Regions from separate parts of the Pan troglodytes genome. Here region 1 is linked to region 2. Evidence: chromatin contacts called from public capture Hi-C data. All regions are on one chromosome and are shown on one strand. Each heading gives the region's core, a stretch centred on a gene start, on an enhancer-like site or on the middle of the called end of the contact. The rest is flanking DNA. Distances are from core to core; before and after follow the strand shown.

Evidence for each region. Capture Hi-C pulls out chosen DNA fragments and counts their contacts.
Region 1: a capture Hi-C map of stem cell-derived neural stem cells shows a contact between it and region 2, with 1.8 times the contacts expected there. The contact joins two enhancer-like sites. A contact is called at or near these places in 1 of 7 Hi-C or Micro-C datasets (stem cell-derived neural progenitor cells) and 1 of 1 other capture datasets (stem cell-derived neural stem cells).

The regions. Positions count from the first base shown.
Region 1 is chr17:59,793,436-59,796,759 of NHGRI_mPanTro3-v2.0_pri, forward strand. No RefSeq gene overlaps it. Among named protein-coding and RNA genes, the nearest start is that of ACAA2, 88 kb to the right of the region's middle. Within about 2 kb of position 1,971, at least 3 of the 24 cell types and tissues checked have an H3K27ac peak or open chromatin away from gene starts, as enhancers often do. A contact at or near this core is called in stem cell-derived neural stem cells, where this site is marked.
Region 2 is chr17:59,650,852-59,654,281 of NHGRI_mPanTro3-v2.0_pri, forward strand. It overlaps LIPG (lipase G, endothelial type), which reads left to right. Exons shown (of 10, transcript XM_009433982.5): 6 at 874-1,116; 7 at 1,821-1,941; 8 at 3,017-3,235. Among named protein-coding and RNA genes, the nearest start is that of LIPG, 19 kb to the left of the region's middle. Within about 2 kb of position 2,145, at least 2 of the 24 cell types and tissues checked have an H3K27ac peak or open chromatin away from gene starts, as enhancers often do. A contact at or near this core is called in stem cell-derived neural stem cells, where this site is marked.

The sequences.
Region 1 (3,324 bases), core at 721-3,220, 140 kb after region 2:
AATTTGTGACCTGGTACAAGTTCCTGGGGGCCTGACGGGCTGAGTGCCCCCAGGAAGTTTCCAAGGGCCCTGGAAGGTTTATAGGCAAGACACCTTGGGGTCATTTCCTCCCCTCTACCATCTGGCCCCATTTGCTGTACTGAAGTGAATTCCAGTAAGATTAACACCCTTGATAAGGGAAGAGAAATGAAGAGGGAAGAGCTCTTTGACTTGGTCCTGGGAAATACACTTCTGTCTCTTGCCACACTGGAGGGCCAGCAATAGCTGAGCTGCCAGGGAGTGGGGGTCGGGCTGTAAAGTGAGACTTCCTTCAGTTCCCCACCTCCACTTCCTTATATTAGGAATTTTAACAAAAGGAGGAACATGAAACCAGATAGTAATAATCTATCAGCCTTTCATGTTGTCCTGGGAAATCTGCTTGAGAAGCCACACACAGGGGGTGAGTCACAGGGGTCCAGCCTTGCATTGGCTGGGAGGATCTCCTGATCCCTTGGAAGAAAGCTAGTCCTGCTCCTATTGGAAGGGAGCAGACCCAAAGGCCGCAGCGATTGCCTGGCTCGGTGACACTGGAACGCATTTCTACCACCAGGGCCTCCCAGCTTCTGCTCAGCTCCTGGCAGGCAGTGTGTGTGGGTTCTCGAAACTGTCTGTGAAGTTTGGAAGGAAGTCCTGACTAGGTTAGGAAAATAAGAAAGACAGTCCATGGCACAGCCAACAAAATCTGTGTATGAGTGTCTGCCCCGTAAAGACAGGCCACGAAGTCTGCACCTGGTTCAAATTATCCGACTCATCCCTCCCAGGGGTGGCAATTCTGATGTGACTGAAAAAGTGTGAAGGCTTCTTAATCCTGCAGAAAAATCACACTTTCCATAGTAACAGCTCAGTCCTGGTTTGGATCTTAAGACTTGGGCCTGGCAGGCAGGTCAGTGCTCTGAAATCCTAGAAGGGAAGATTTACCAACTCTCCCATGGCAACTGTCTGGAAACTGACTGGCCACAGTGACCACCGGCTCCTATCTTCTGGGTCAGGCCTCAGCCAACTCTTTTGCTCCCCTCCATCTCTGTGGGCCACCTCTCTCTGTTTACCGTGGACACGTCTTTTCCATTTTCTGGAAGAAAATGAGAAAAAGAATCTAGAAATTATTGCTTTTTTTTTTTTTTTTTTGAGATGGAGTCTCACTCTTTTTGCCCAGGCTGGAGTGTAGTGGCGCAATCTCGGCTCACTGCAACCTCTGCCTCCCAGGTTCAAGCAATTCTCCTGCCTCAGCCTCCCGAGTAGCTAGGATTATAAGCAAGTACTACCATGCCCGGCTATTTTTTTGTATTTTTTAGTAGAGACAGGGTTTCACCATGTTGGCCAGCAGGCTGGTCTGAAACTCCTGACTTCAAGTGATCCTCCTGCCTGGGCCTCCCAAAGTGCTGGGATTACAGGTGTGAGCCACCAAGCCCAGCCAAGAAGTTTTCTCTAGCTCTGTGTACAATGCATTCTGGGCAATATAGATCTGTTATAAGGGCTTGGTGAAAGGGGGTGGGGTAGGGAGACACAATGTCCTAAAATGTAGGAGCTGGAACAATAAGAGCTGGCATTTAAAAAAAAAAAGTTTTCATAAACACCAGCCTTGGTGCCTCATTTCATTTACTCCTTACCACAAATGACTGGAGGTAGTTGCCTGATTTTATAGGTGAAGGCAGGTTAAGTAACTTGTCCCTGTCCACATGTGTTGTAAGTGGCAGCACTGACATTCAACTCAACCCCATCTCAGCCCAGGGCCCATGTTCTATCACTAAGCTACCCGCAAAAGGACTTTGGAGAGCACCTTGCTTAGAGCTCTCATTTATCCAATGCAGTGGAGGCTCCAGGGTCCCAAGGGACTCCCTCAAAGTCATGTAATTAGCTAATGAAAAAGTTGGGATGAGAAGCCAGATGCCCTGTCTCCTGCGCCAGGGTAACATGGTTGAAAGAGCTTGTGACTGTGCCCTTAGAGTCGGGGTGACCTCAGGCAAGCTGATGATCACTGAGCTGCCAAGTCGCCATCCGTAGAACCAGCATGGAAGAGACCTACCTTGTAGTTTGCAGTGAGGGTTAGATGCAAGAGTCGACGCAAAGCTCCCAGTGTTGAACTTGGTGCTTGTTAGAGATTTAACACAGTTACTATTATTTACCCTGGCAATGGTACCATCCTATTTCACTCACACAGTTTCTCCTTGTTTGCTAAGATAATAACTAAGTCTGTTTCCTCGGCTGGACAGGGGCGGAACTGGGCACAGGGCAGGCCCCTGCCGACCCTTACAGATCAGCAGAGAGAACCTCTTACTTGGCCCATGGTTTGGAGTAATAATCAAAACCCGTGCTTGGGATCCAAGAACTGGGCTGAGCCCTGGGCTGGAGCTGACCTACCATGAGGGAGATGACAATACAGTGACCAATGTCCCAGTTTACACAGGACTGAGGGGTTTCCCGGGACGTGGGCCTTTCAGTCCTCAAACCAGAACATTTCTGGAAATGGCTGGCCACATGACAGCAGCAAGTCGGGGCCAGGGTGAATACCCTTGGGCCTCGGTAGAGCGAGGAGTGGCTTCCAGAAGAGAGTTTGGGGCATCCCAGCGGCAGTGTCTGGGGCCACCCTGGAGAGTTATTTCCTGGTAAAGGTGAAGGGCTTTGGAGCAATGAAGTAATTCCTGGGAAAAGAAGCCCATGGGCCTTAAACTCCTGTGGGGCAGGGAAGCCAGGCCGCTCTTGGGCCCCTAGAGCACTGAGTTCTGATATTGAGGGCCCCAGGATTGGGGTGCTGCAGAGACTTGGGCGAACAATGTCATGAAGAGGGGGAGGCCAAATGGCCTCCACTGGGCCTTTGGTGGCAACATTCTCCTCTCAGCATAGATTCTGGGAAAGGTGAGGCTTTCTGGCGCCCCCTAGGGCCCAAAGGCTGGAGCAAGCCCGATGGGGAAAAGGCACTGCAGTTGCTCTGGGCCTTGGATGAGACTTCCTCTCGTGGGCCTCCATTCCCCCATCTGTGAGACGCCTAAATGACTCAGGGACACGTCTAGCTGAGACAGTGGGTGAGGCAAAGCAAAGACATTGATACTACTTTCTCTCTTTTTTTCTTTTTCTTCTTTTTTTTTTTTTTTGAGATGGAGTCTTGCTTCGTCACCCAGGCTGGAGTGCAGTGGCTTGATCTCGGCTCACTGCAACCTCTGCCTCCTGGGTTGAAGCAATTCTCCTGCCTTAGCCTCCAGAGTAGCTGGGACTACAGGTGCGTGCCACCACACCCGGCTAATTTTTAGACGGGGTTTCACCGTGTTAGCCAGGATGGTCTCTATCTCC
Region 2 (3,430 bases), core at 895-3,394:
TGAGGCAGGAGGACTGCTTGGGCCCAGGTGAGGCTCACTTGAGCCCAGGAGTTTGAGGCCAGCCCAGGCAGCATAATGAGACACTGTCTATAAAACAAAAACAAAACAAAGCAAAGAAAAAAAAAAAGAGGTAGCAAACCTGCAAGCCATATTTTGCTGAGCCCTGCGTGAGATGATGTTTAGGATCTGATCCATTTGCAGCATTCTGTGGCTGTATAGCCCTATTAGGAGGTAGTGACTTCTGCTGCACAGCTGGTCTGCATCACCCTACTTAGCACTTATTATATGGGCGTTCTTGCTCTTTATTGCTTTGTGTGTATTCGTGCTGTCTTCCCATCAAGAGAGTGAACAGTTAGGCAGCATGAATGGCCTTAAATTCCTCTACATCTTAATGGGAACCTAGCACCTTGCTGGACATTAATGAAGCATTACACAGGTCGGGTGCAGTGGCTCACATCTGTAATCCCAGCACTTTAGGAGGCGAAGGTGGGGAGATTGCTTGAACCCAGGAGTTCAAGACCAGCCTGGGCAATGTGGTGAAACCCCATATCTACAAAAACTACAAAAATTAGCCAGGTGTGGTGGTCATGTGCCTGTCGTCCCAGATACTGGGGAGGCTGAGGTGAGAGGATCACCTGAATCTCGGAAGTTGGGGCTGCTGTGAGCGGGGGGTCATGATTGTCCCACTGCACTCTAACCTGGGCAAGAGTGAGACCTTGTCTCAAAACAAATAAACAAGCAAAAGAATTACATGAAAATACTAACAGCAACAATAAACAGCTATCACTGTTGAGGAGTACAGTATTTATTATTTGAGTGTCTAATCATCAAGAAGGGCTCATCCTGCATGCTTTTTATCTCTCCCACCCCCAGCAATCACAGAGGTGGTAAAATGTGAGCATGAGCGAGCCGTCCACCTCTTTGTTGACTCTCTGGTGAATCAGGACAAGCCGAGTTTTGCCTTCCAGTGCACTGACTCCAATCGCTTCAAAAAGGGGATCTGTCTGAGCTGCCGCAAGAACCGTTGTAATAGCATTGGCTACAATGCCAAGAAAATGAGGAACAAGAGGAACAGCAAAATGTACCTAAAAACCCGGGCAGGCATGCCTTTCAGAGGTAACCTTCAGTCCCTGGAGCGTCCCTGAGGAAGGCCCTTAATACCTCCTTCTTAATACCATGCTGCAGAGCAGGGCATGTCCTAGCCCAGGAGAAGTGGCCAGCACAATCCAATCAAATCGTTGCAAATCAGATTACACTGTGCATGTCCTAGGAAAGGGAATCTTTACAAAATAAACAGTGTGGACCCCTTTTGTGATGTGGCTATCAGTCCATGATCACAATATCAATATCTTAAATTTCTATCTTGCATTTAACTTTCAAAGCTGTTTCATATTTGTTTTCTCATTTGATCATCACAAGAAACCTGAGGCAGATGAACAGGGGACCAAAATGACGTGTTACATTTTTATAATGTGCTGTAAAATCACAAGGTTTTCTGGGTACTGTGGGTATTATTTTACATATGAGGAAGTTGAGGCTCAGAGAGGTTAATACCTTGGTCCTTAATCCAGGGGCACGTAGTTAGAAAGTAGCTAAGTGAAAATCCTCAAAAGATCTAACTCCCAAGTGCAGGGCTCCTTCCATACTGCAGTGGCCTCTTATGGCATTGGACAGAACAAGAGCAGATGGGGGCTGCAGGCTGGGCTCAACCAAAAGAACACCAGCCCTAAAATCTCTGTGCTGGTGACTCAGTTTGGGTCAGGGGTCTCCTGTGATGACAAGCAAGGGTTACAAGCATCTTTGTTCTGCTGTCGCTGCAGTTTACCATTATCAGATGAAAATCCATGTCTTCAGTTACAAGAACATGGGAGAAATTGAGCCCACCTTTTACGTCACCCTTTATGGCACTAATGCAGATTCCCAGACTCTGCCACTGGAAATGTAAGTCATCCGTTTCCCTTGCTGGGTTCGGGACAGAGAACAGGTTGGTTTGAGAATGAGAGAGCACAAGGGAGCGTGTGAACGAGTACAGCACGCAGGAGAGTGCAGTCCGACTGCTCAGGGAGGAGCCAGGTGGTCTAGCTGGCCTCTGCAGTCCTCTCTCCCGCTGCACCTTCTCTACCAAGCCCTGACTCAGCGTTTCGGGGAGAAAAGTTCCTGGGATGAATCGGCATCATGAGAAGCTGCTGGGTCAGCAGCTGGATCAGCTGGGCAGAAACTGCTGTTTCATTCCAGGCAATGCCTGACGATGCTTCAGGCAATCTGTAACTTCATAAACGTCATCCCTGGACCTTTCCTAATGATGTGGCTATGGGAGGGGTGCATAGCGATCTGTATATGTTTGTTGAGTATCCACCAGGGACAAAGCATCATGCCAAGTAATGTTGGGATTGTGATGAAACATCATCAAAGTAGCTCACTTCTCAGGGCTCACAGTCTAGCTGGGAGACCAGGTTTGTACACGCGCATGCACACTTACACACAGGTAGGGCAAGGCAGATGAGGCCAAGCCAAATGAGAGGGACAGACAGGAAGTGGCTAGGAGTTTGGGGGAGACAGATGCCTGTCTGTGGGATGGATGAGGTCTGTGGGGGGAGCTGGTTTTCCCCAGCATCTGATTTTCAGAGCATCATTAACTCTTTCCTTCAGAGGTTCTAAGGCTGAGCGGAACAGCGCACTTGAGTGGGGATGTGACTTCTTTGTGTTTTCTTATTGTGTTCTTTCTTGGTTCTGTCTTTTCAGGAAGTAGCATAAGTGGGGTGGAGGGGGTGCCCAGGAATCGTTTTGATAAGAAGCTGGGGTGCTGAGGGCAAAGTTAGTTTGGCCCATGTGGAGAGTACACCTGAGCTTCCATCTTGGTCCTGTTGGTAGGAAGTAGAGGGATAGAGGTGGGGAAATCACTCACACTGTCTCTCTCCTGTCTATGTGGGGTTGTTACTGCCACTGTGTCACCCCACACAGTGTGGCAGTTTTCCAGCTGTTAGGTGAGTGAGATCAGCTTCTCTCCCACTTGTAGAGTGGAGCGGATCGAGCAGAATGCCACCAACACCTTCCTGGTCTACACCGAGGAGGACTTGGGAGACCTCTTGAAGATCCAGCTCACCTGGGAGGGGGCCTCTCAGTCTTGGTATAACCTGTGGAAGGAGTTTCGCAGCTACCTGTCTCAACCCCGCAACCCCGGACGGGAGCTGAATATCAGGCGCATCCGGGTGAAGTCTGGGGAAACCCAGCGGAAGTAAGTGCCTCCTGCTCCTTCTTCTGCCTGGTGTAGGTGGGGAACAGAAGGCTGTGCCTGTGACATTTCCTTTCCTTTGCTGCATCCACCCTCAATCCTTCCCTCCAGCATGCAGGTAAAACTTCAAACACCTTTGCAAGGACAAGTGACTTCCAGATCAAGGCTTCTATCAAAACTGTTACGCATCTCATGCCC